Linked DNA regions of Mus musculus: region 1 is linked to region 2. The links are chromatin contacts, called in public Hi-C maps. All regions are on one chromosome and are shown on one strand. Each heading gives the region's core, a stretch centred on a gene start, on an enhancer-like site or on the middle of the called end of the contact. The rest is flanking DNA. Distances are from core to core; before and after follow the strand shown. Region 1 has its middle 28 kb from the start of Vwa3b. Region 2 overlaps Tmem131 (transmembrane protein 131).

Region 1 (4,818 bases), core at 2,283-4,782, 80 kb before region 2:
CATAATTTAATACCTTTTATTCATTAACAACCAGCATTATTAATTCAATGTGACAGACATTACTGGCTCGAATCAGTGCTCAAGCACTAGAAGATAACCTGACAGAAGTTGGTCCCTACTGTGTCTTCCCTGTGCTACTCAGCCCTCTCTCCCTTTCCCCCTTTTGAGCAGTTAGGAAATTTTCTTTTTTTCTTTTTTTTTTTTCCATGTGGTTGCTGGGATTTGAACTCAGGACCTTTGGAAGAGCAATCGGTGCTCTTAACCACTGAGCCATCTCTCCAGCCTGGAAATTTTCTTTAAGCCTTGGCTTCCTCTCACTTTCACGTGGGAGAGGAATTCTTGTCTACATCATACGCTTTGTCCTCTGTCCCCTAGCCTGTAGTTATTAGAGTGAGATTATGTGACATCAAATGCCGCTGCATTGGTGGCTGGGCCCAGCAGACAGCTTCCAGATGATTCCAGAATGTCCTCCATTGCTTCTGTTGGGTGATCACTGAAATAAAAGCACAAGAGTTTAATATTTTCTCCTAAGTGCCAGGCGGTGGTAGCACACCTTTAGTCCCAGCACTCAGGAGACAGAAGCATTCAGATTTCTGAGTTCAAGGCCAGCCTGGTCTACAGAATCTTGTCAGAGTTGTCTCTCTCCTTTCATTAGGTGATAGATCAGTTCAATCTAGGCATATAGCTTATGAATATAACTGGGTTATGTATTTTTTATACAGGCTTATTGGGATAAGAAATTACCTGGGCTGGAGAGATGGCTCAGCGGTTAAGAGCACTGACTGCTCTTCCAGAAGTCCAGAGTTCAATTCCCAGCAAACACATGGTGGCTCACGACCATCTGTAATGGGATCCGATGCCCTCCTCTGGTGTGTCTGAAGACAGCTACAGTGTACTCATATAAATAAGATGTATAAATGTTTAAAAAAAAAAGGGGGAAGGAAGGAAGGGACGGAGGGAGGGATGGAGGAAGGGAGGGAGAGAGAGAGAAAGAAGAGAGAAAGAAAGAAAGAAAGAAAGAAAGAAAGAAAGAAAGAAAGAAAGAAAGAAAGAAAGAAAGAAAAGAAGGAAGGAAGGAAGGAAGGAAGGAAGGAAGGAAGGAAGGAAGGAAGGAAGGAAGGGAGGGAGGAAGGAACCACAACAGATGGGCATGGTGGTGCATAGCTGTAATCTTAGTACTCAGAAGGTTGAGGCAGGAGGATGCTAAACAGGGGGAGTACCTGGGCTATGTTCTAAGACTCCAGAGTTGGGGAGGATACACATCCATTACATTGCAAAGTGTCATCAGATTCAAGATGACTTATCCAAGGTCTCCATTTTTTTCCACTCCCCACTAACTAGTAAAAAAATGGGTTGATAAGGTCCAAGCCAAAAGGCATATTACTCAGAGGGAAACAGGCTGGCAGGGGTGCCATCTACTGGGCCAGCTTCCTGAACGCTGGGGTTATAGGGCTAAACTATTAGGCCAGGCTTTTTCTGTTTCCTTTCTTTTTGTATGAACTTTTATTTAATTTATTAAACAGTCTTAAAAAGTTTCCACTATGGTCTTTTAAAGACCTTATCAGAAAGCATTACCATTTTTGCTTTCCTTATCAAAAGTTACTCAAGATCAGAAGGGAAGATAGACTAGATGACGTTTTGTTTTGGTTTAGTTTTTCGAGATATTGTTTCCTCTGTGTAGCCCTGGCTGTCTTGGAACTCATTCTGTAGACCAGGCTGGGCTTGAACTCAGAGATCTGCCTGCCTTTCCCTCCCAAGTGCTGGGATTAAAAATGTGTGCCACCACTGCCCAGTCCTGAGTTCCTTATTTTTCCTGCCTTTCTACAGTTTCTTCTTCTTCAATTCCTTTTTGTGTAGAGAACTTCCTTTAGTCATTATTTGGGGATCCGTCTGCTGGTGACAAGTTTCTTTACCTTCCCTTTATCTGCGGATGCCTTGGTCCTTTGATTTTATACACTGTTCGCACCAGATAAAAGATTCCAAGCTGAGTTCTTCTTTCAGCTATGAACAAGGTTCGTGCCTCCGTGTTTTCTGATGAGTGCTCTCTTGTTATTAAAGTTCTTTTCACCCACAGAGAAAATCTTTCTGATTTTTTTTCCCCAGATTGTTTTCCTTCTCTTTGTTACCCTTCAGACCCTGGACAAGGGGCTGAGGTATTTTACGTATCAAAGCAGACCTGGCCTCCAGGCTCTCCCAGCATCCCTCAGTCCCTTCCTGGCATATCCTGCTCCCAACCCTGAACTTTCCAGATCAGGGGCTGAGCTGCCTTCCCCCACCCCCCCAGGCACTCTTCCCTACATAATCCAGAGGTGTTGTTCTTCTTCTCTCTCTCTCTCCCTTCCCTCTCTCTGTCTTTCTCTCTTCCCTCTCCCCCCCCCTCTCTCCCTCTCCATTTGTAACTTCCCTGACCTCCGTCCTTGTGACCATTGAACTTGCCCGAAAGCAGCTTCCCAATAAACCTGCTTTATTTATTATTTATAGTAAACCTGTTTACTATACTCTAATCTGGTTTTAACTGGCTCATTACTAAATGGAGAGATAACTTATCACTCTTTAGTCTTCAGACATTTCCTCATGCCTGTGGGATGCTGCCTGCCTCCTCCTCCCCCTCTTCATCTTCCTCCTCCTTCCTCTTCCTCACTTTCCTCCTCCTTCATCTTCTTCCTCCTCCCCCTTCTTCTGCTCCTTCCTCTTCTTTATCTTCCTCCTTCTCCTCCTCCTTCTTCCTCCTCTGCCCCTCTTCCTTTCTCTCTCTCTTCCTGCTGTTTCTTATTAGTGGTTTTGGTTTGTTTTTTTGTTTTGTTTTTTTAAGCCTTAATTCCCTTTGTTGTATTCTTGGTATCTTTCTTTTGTGTCTTTAGGTGACTTGTCAAGTCTGAGGAGTATTTCAGTCCCTACATCTTCTAGCATCTTTTTTTTTTTTTTTTTTAATTCTACGCTCTTTCTCTATTTTCTCGAGACAAGTATTAGGTCTTTTGTCACAGGAAAATAAATGCTACGATCTAGTCAACACTAAATTTTTTTTCTTTTGAAATTATAATTTAACTACAGCATTCATCCCTTTTCTTTCCTCCCTCCAAACCTTCCTCACTCTCCTTCAAACCCATGCTCCCTCTGTGTGTGTGTGTGTGTGTGTGTGTTATTGCATGCATATATGTGTACAGAAATCCGTACACTTACTTGTTGAAGTTGGGTCGTTTCTGTTGTTCTAGCTTTGTAGTCTCTCATTCTCTCTCCGGCTTCTTCCTTTTACTGAGCTTGCCTGTTGTAGTTTCCAGTTGTTACACTGTCCAGTTCTAAAATGTCCACTTCTTTCTTTACATCTTTCTTATGCTCTAATCATGTGTATATGTGGGAGGAGAGGTATGCATGTGAGTGCAGGGACCCACAAGGCCAGGGCCATAAGATCCCCTGGAGCTGGAGTGACAGGTGTTGTGAGCCTCAAACATGGCTGCTAGGACCTCTCTGCAAGAGCAACAAGCACCCTTCTCTCCAGCCCCTCCACATAGTTCTTTGTGGTTCCCGTTTCTTTACTAGAATGTCGGTTGGTTTCATTTTCAAGCACATTCATAACATTTGTTGGTTCCGGTTTCTTTGTCATTGTAGATGCTTTAAATCTTCATCAGATGACCTCCGTGGCTGTCACCTTAGGGCTGGAATTTATTCGTCATTTTGAAATTTCCTTTGTGAGCTTTCAGGTTCCTGTTACAATGGGTGATTTTTCTATTGTATCTCATACATCTTGAGCACTGCTCTATGAGATTTTGAGTCTCATTTAAAATTTATTTTACTTGCTTCTTTTGATATTATTCTATCAGAAAAAAAAAAAAAAGAGTGGCTATGCCATTACTGCCAGGTGAAAGGAGAGGCCAGGGTTCTCCACACAACTCCTTCAACACTAAGGGATAAGTGGCCTTCTCACTACTAGGCTCAGGTCAGCATTCTGGGTACCTGTAGGCTGTGCCTCATTAACAATGAAGGACAGGAGTGTATTGTCACAGGATGTCCACAGGTGCCGGTAAAAGTGAGCTTGTTACTAAACTTAATAGCAAGGAAACTCAGTCTTAATTTGCTTCTACTGAGGGTCTAGACCCTCAGCAGCAAGCTTCAGTTTGGGAAAGATCACCAAAAAAACACAATTTCTAACATGCTCTAAAGATCCAACTGGGGACTTCTGGGAAGAGGGAACAGGTGTACTGTTGCTGTTGTTTGCAATATTGGGAATTGAGCCCAGGCTCCATGTACACCAAGAGCTTCCCAACTGAGCTTTCCCTGGAACCACTGCCGTTTCCAGATCTCATTCATTTCCAGCTTCTGCTTTTCCATAGGATATATGAACAGTACCATGTGTGTGTGTTCGTCTGTGTGTGCGTGTGATATAAATATATGTAAGATGTATATACATATATTCCATATGTGTACATATGTATACATATGTGTGTGCATGCATATACATGTATATGTATATGTGTGTATGGTATAAATATATGTAAATATGTATGTGCATACATTCCATATGTGTATGTGTGTATATATGTGTGTGAGTGTATATATACATGTGTATATATATGTATTATCTATGTGTGTATATGATATATTTATAAACATGTGTATACATACATTCCATATGTGTATGCATGTATATATATGTGTGTATATGTGTGCATGAGTGTATATATGTATGTGTGTGAGTATATACACACATGTATATGTATATGTGTGTATGGTTTAAATATATATAGATATGTATATGCATACATTCCATGTGTGTATTATGTATATGTATATGTGTGTATGAGTGCATGTATACATAAGTGT
Region 2 (4,527 bases), core at 929-3,428:
AGTTCTAGTAGTTTCTCCTGCCACATTGTGGCCAGCAACACAAGGTGAGCGAACTCCACCTCATGCTGTTTCTTGCTTCCAGTTTTCAAGGTCTTGAGCCCACCCAGACAGGTCAGATGCATCTTAAAAGCATCTGAGTAGAATCTTGGTTTCTACTGCACCAGTGGTTGCCGCTCCTCACATGATCTACCACATTCACAGGGTATTGAGATAATGGCGGAACCTGCCAGGGAAGCCTGTAGACATTATCATGTTCTCTACAGATGGACAGCTTGGAGCACCTATGTCCTCTGCCTCAGACATTTTCCTCTATAGAATAAAGAAGTATGATTTTTATAGAGAATTTTCTTACTCTGCATACATGAAACCGTATTAGAAACAGCAAGGCTGTAAACCTGCTTTTCAGTATGATGATTTTGTATAGATTTTCCTCTGTAAATATAAGTTAGGGTTCTTTATGTAGCTTTCACTGTCCTGGAACTCACTGTGTAGACCAGGCTGGCCTCCAACTCAGAGATAACACCTGTTGCTGCTGCTGCCTCCCAAGTGCTGGGATCAAAGGCGTGTACCACCACCCCTGGCTGGACGTATTTATTTAACCAGGTGTAACTCTCATTTTTATGTTGAGATTTTTCTCAGGGTTTTGTGTTTGTTAATTTCTACAAATTTTTCAAGCTTATGAAAAAAGACTACCACAAATACAGTTTCAGGAACTATGTCAGCTGACTTTTTCCTCTTAGAAATCATATAAAGGTTGCTTCCGCTTATCACACTGACTTATTTGTTGCTTTTGCTTGTTTATCAAACAGAGCAAGTGCTTATGTGCCTGGGCCGTTTCCTCGCAGGCCTTCAGCAGTGTGCCACAGGCCAGCGGTTATAGACTCTGTAGCAGGTGTTGGGATTGTAGGTCACACAGGCTCCTCTTCGAAGGCTCTGTACACTCTCTATGGACAAGATGATTTATGTGCATTTCTAAACAGTTAGGTTCTCACAGCTGCTTCCACCGATGGCATTGTCACGTGTCATTTCACATAGTTGCTGCTGCAGCGATCTCTGGGCTCAGTGTTTGACCTCTGTCTTCAAATGTTTATATCGCAGCTGATAAAACTCTTAAGGCAGACCTCACAGTGCATGGGGAGTCAGTGATGTCAGTCAGTCATTCTCTGTCCTCTTGTCTTTCCCCCATCAGCTGCATTACAAACTTGCCGCATCAGAGAGGGCTTGAGAGGGCTTTGATGCGGGTCAGTGAGCTGGAGGGTGGCGGTGGCGGTGGTGCTGGGGCTGGGGCTGGTTTGGAAGTGCGCAGGTGTTGGTGGCACCTGCTGCTGCTTTACTTTCTTGTGCTTTGCTACTGCACGTCCAGGGTGAAAATGAGCCACAGGCCCAGAAGGGCAGACTTTTGGAAGCTGGTCAAAATGCTTGATGATGCTTTGTCTTTGTGGCAGAACTCAGTCTGAGTTGTCATCCTCTCTGCTGGCCCTAGCCCTGGGACCCAGTCAGCAAGCACGTGTCCTTTTATTTCACCCGGCTGGTTTCTGCCTAAATTCATTGTCTGCTGAATAGGTCAGAGGTTCTCAGATGAATGCTCTTATATATTAGTTTGTCATTTACTAACCATGTAGTTCCCTGCATGGAAATTCCAAATGTGGGCTTTCCTTGACTGAAATGGACGTGCCTATGCTTCTTGTATTCTCAGGCACTTTGTCTAGGTTGAGGAATGTTAGTGTCCGGTAACTTTTTACGTAGAGACATTCTGCCCTTTGTTCTGTCTTCACTATACTCTTAACTTTGGCTTGCATCTCTACTTACATCTTTTTACCCTTTTTTACTCAGTCAAGCTGCATAATGTTATTGCATAATTCATCGGTACCTTTATTCTTATTGAACAGTCACAGGCAGAGTGGAGCTAAGGATGGACCCCAGTGAATCGGTAGGCATTGCTTTAAGGTGGTATTTTATTTGAATAGTGTATGCCAACTTTTCATTCCATTCCCTTGCATAGTGTTCCAGTAGGAAAGCAAGTTTCCTAGTGTATCCCCTGGAGGACGAGTCTCTTGCTTTCTACTTTTAGCTTACAGCAGCACTTTTCCTGGCAACATTTCAGTTCTGGCCATAGCTGCACTAGGATAGTCATTCCCAGTCCACAGGAGGAGAGGTGGACCACACCAGCCGCCCGGGATCTTGGATTGCAGAGGTGACTGGCCTGGAGGCAGATGCCCCGACCCCTGCAGAGCTCCACCCCAGACAGGGTGTTTCCAAAGGTGCTGAGCAGAATTTAGAGCAGTGACTAATTTGCATTATATGATAACATCTGGTAGGTAGCTCTGGAATCAAAGAAGGGAAAATATGAGCCAGCTACATTGGGGAGTGTGAACTTGGAGCATTCTCTTCCTGCTTCTGGTCCTGAAGTATCTTGAAGATACACACATTAGGTTGTTTTCCTGTGAGCAGACTGTCTATAGAGAAGGATGGAACAGTCTTCACCAGGTGGGTGTGGAGATAGATTCTGACTCACTGCAGGACTGCACTCAGACTCAATGGCAGCCTATCAAGAGGCGTGCCAGCCCAGAGATAAGCATTGGAGATAGCAGAGAAGGCTTGAAAGGCTCAGTAATGAGGATCTGTAAAGGAAATGGTTTTGAAAACATAAGATAGGCATTTAAGTGTCTGCCTTAAGAGAAGGGGGAGGTAACCGGCTAGCAGAAGCCAGGAAACAGGACCCAAACAAAGGCAGCCTGGCCTAGTGCCTGGGAGGACCTGGTGCTAGAACAGCAGTGTTTGTTTATCCAGGCACACACTGCTGCTCCTCTCAAGGGGCTGGCTCGAAGTCCAAGTTCTGGGTGACCTCAGTGCCTGTAGCATTGGAGATAAAAGCTTAACCTAGATATACCCAGTAGTTACAAATTGTTCCTTAGTGAGTGAATTTATCAGCTAACTAACATAAATGTTGCCATATCCTCTTTATTGTAATGGGAGTTCCTTAGAAAACTGGTTTGAGTGGAGAGCTGTAGATGGCCTGTAGTCCTTGATAACAGTAGCCAGGACGCTTGCTCTGGCCAGTATCTGTCTGCAGCATATGGGACAGGTGGAGGCTGTTGAGAGTTCCCCTTGCCTCCTGCACTTCCTGTAAGCCAGCACTGCTTGACTGGTTGTGAAGATTTCTGTTTGTATCTAGGCAGCTCCTCTGAGGGTGGGACTTAACTCTCAGAGGCCCCATTGCAGTGAGATAGAGGGCCTGCTAGTTTATCTGTGGTACACATGGCCCATGGCAAGGGCTCAGTAATTCTGCTTAACCACAAGTGGGACTGGCTCATGTCCCACTCATGTTCACCTCAGAACTTTTCGCTGCTATCTTAAAGTCTTAATATACTAAATATACTTAATATTAAAATGCCACCTGAATTTTCAATTGACTTTTTTACATTTACTTTGTGTGTATATGGCACATGTGTGAAGGTCAGAGGACAACTTGTGGGACTTGGTTCTTTCCACTGTGTGAGCTCTGGGACTAGAACTCAGTAGTTAGGCTTAGCAGTGAGTGCCTTTACCAGATATTTCATCCCACTGGACCTTTTAAATATATTCTATTTGATTATATACAGATTCTGTGAGCCCCTATCTAGTAGTTACATCTCATTTTTTGTCTTGATTTTTTTTTTCTTTTTTTTCTTTTTAAAGACATGGCCTCAGGTAGCTCAGCATGGCCTGTGTAGTCAGAGATGACTCTGAACTGCTGCCCTCTTTGCCTCTATCTCCTAAGTGCTGGGATTACAGATGTGTAACACCATACCCTGTTTATTTGGTGCTGGGACGGAATGGAGGGCCTCATGCATACTAATTAGACAACACTGTACCAGCTGAATTGTTTCCACCCCTTTTACATCTCTCTATTCAGGCTCCAGCCAGGTTAGACTGGACCCTGGTAAGTTTATTCATGAAGTTTTATTCAGTAGTACCATTTCCTAAGCTAGACCTGGAAACAGTCTTTTATCTGATGGCTGAACAGATTCTAGGCAGACACTTGCTTACTGGTGGTTGCTGTGATGGGCCTGGAATTGGGGGCAGGAGTGCACTGGGGACGTTGGGGAAGGCACACCTCAGGACACACTCAGTGTGAGTCAGTCTGTGTGTCTCCTATAATGATTATTTTCTTATAAGTTCAGCTTTTAAAAAAGCTTTTGGGATCCCCAAATACACAAATGCCATCTAAAGCTGTCATTGTTCAGGATGAGTGACCCATTTGGGAGCTTAGGCAGTAAGACACTGTATCTTTGTTACAAGGCATCTTTGTCTGCAGACTCTTGAATTTCTTTTTTTGCCTTCTGCCTCCTACCTAAAAAGGACAAAACCAGAACAAACAAGAAAAGATAGCCACAGGAAACAGTGGTGGAAGGCATTGCTGCAGGAGGTGGGAGAGAGTGTGTTAGGATTAGAGACAGCAGCATTGAGACTCCAGGACTGACTGACTTCGACCAATCAAGGATCCTGAGTCTGGCTTCCCTTAGACTAAATGGGAACAACTTTAGT

The links. A called contact is a pair of places that touch in the nucleus more often than the background predicts.
Region 1: a Hi-C map of regulatory T cells shows a contact between it and region 2, with 2.8 times the contacts expected there. The contact joins two enhancer-like sites. A contact is called at or near these places in 4 of 39 promoter capture datasets (the 3T3-L1 cell line, 3T3-L1-derived adipocytes, the SN4741 cell line and 1 more), 14 of 484 Hi-C or Micro-C datasets (CD4 T cells, ECoMG-derived neutrophils, bone marrow-derived dendritic cells and 7 more), 12 of 115 datasets of contacts at active chromatin or transcription factors (CD8 T cells, the SCID.adh cell line, bone marrow-derived dendritic cells and 4 more) and 1 of 9 other capture datasets (bone marrow-derived macrophages).

The regions. Positions count from the first base shown.
Region 1 is chr1:36,999,250-37,004,067 of GRCm38.p6, reverse strand. No RefSeq gene overlaps it. Among named protein-coding and RNA genes, the nearest start is that of Vwa3b, 28 kb to the left of the region's middle. Within about 2 kb of position 3,532, at least 93 of the 459 cell types and tissues checked have an H3K27ac peak or open chromatin away from gene starts, as enhancers often do. A contact at or near this core is called in CD8 T cells, the SCID.adh cell line, centroblasts and 2 more, where this site is marked.
Region 2 is chr1:36,918,537-36,923,063 of GRCm38.p6, reverse strand. The region is part of intron 1 of Tmem131 (transmembrane protein 131); the gene reads left to right. Among named protein-coding and RNA genes, the nearest start is that of Tmem131, 19 kb to the left of the region's middle. Within about 2 kb of position 2,178, at least 201 of the 459 cell types and tissues checked have an H3K27ac peak or open chromatin away from gene starts, as enhancers often do. A contact at or near this core is called in CD8 T cells, the SCID.adh cell line, centroblasts and 2 more, where this site is marked.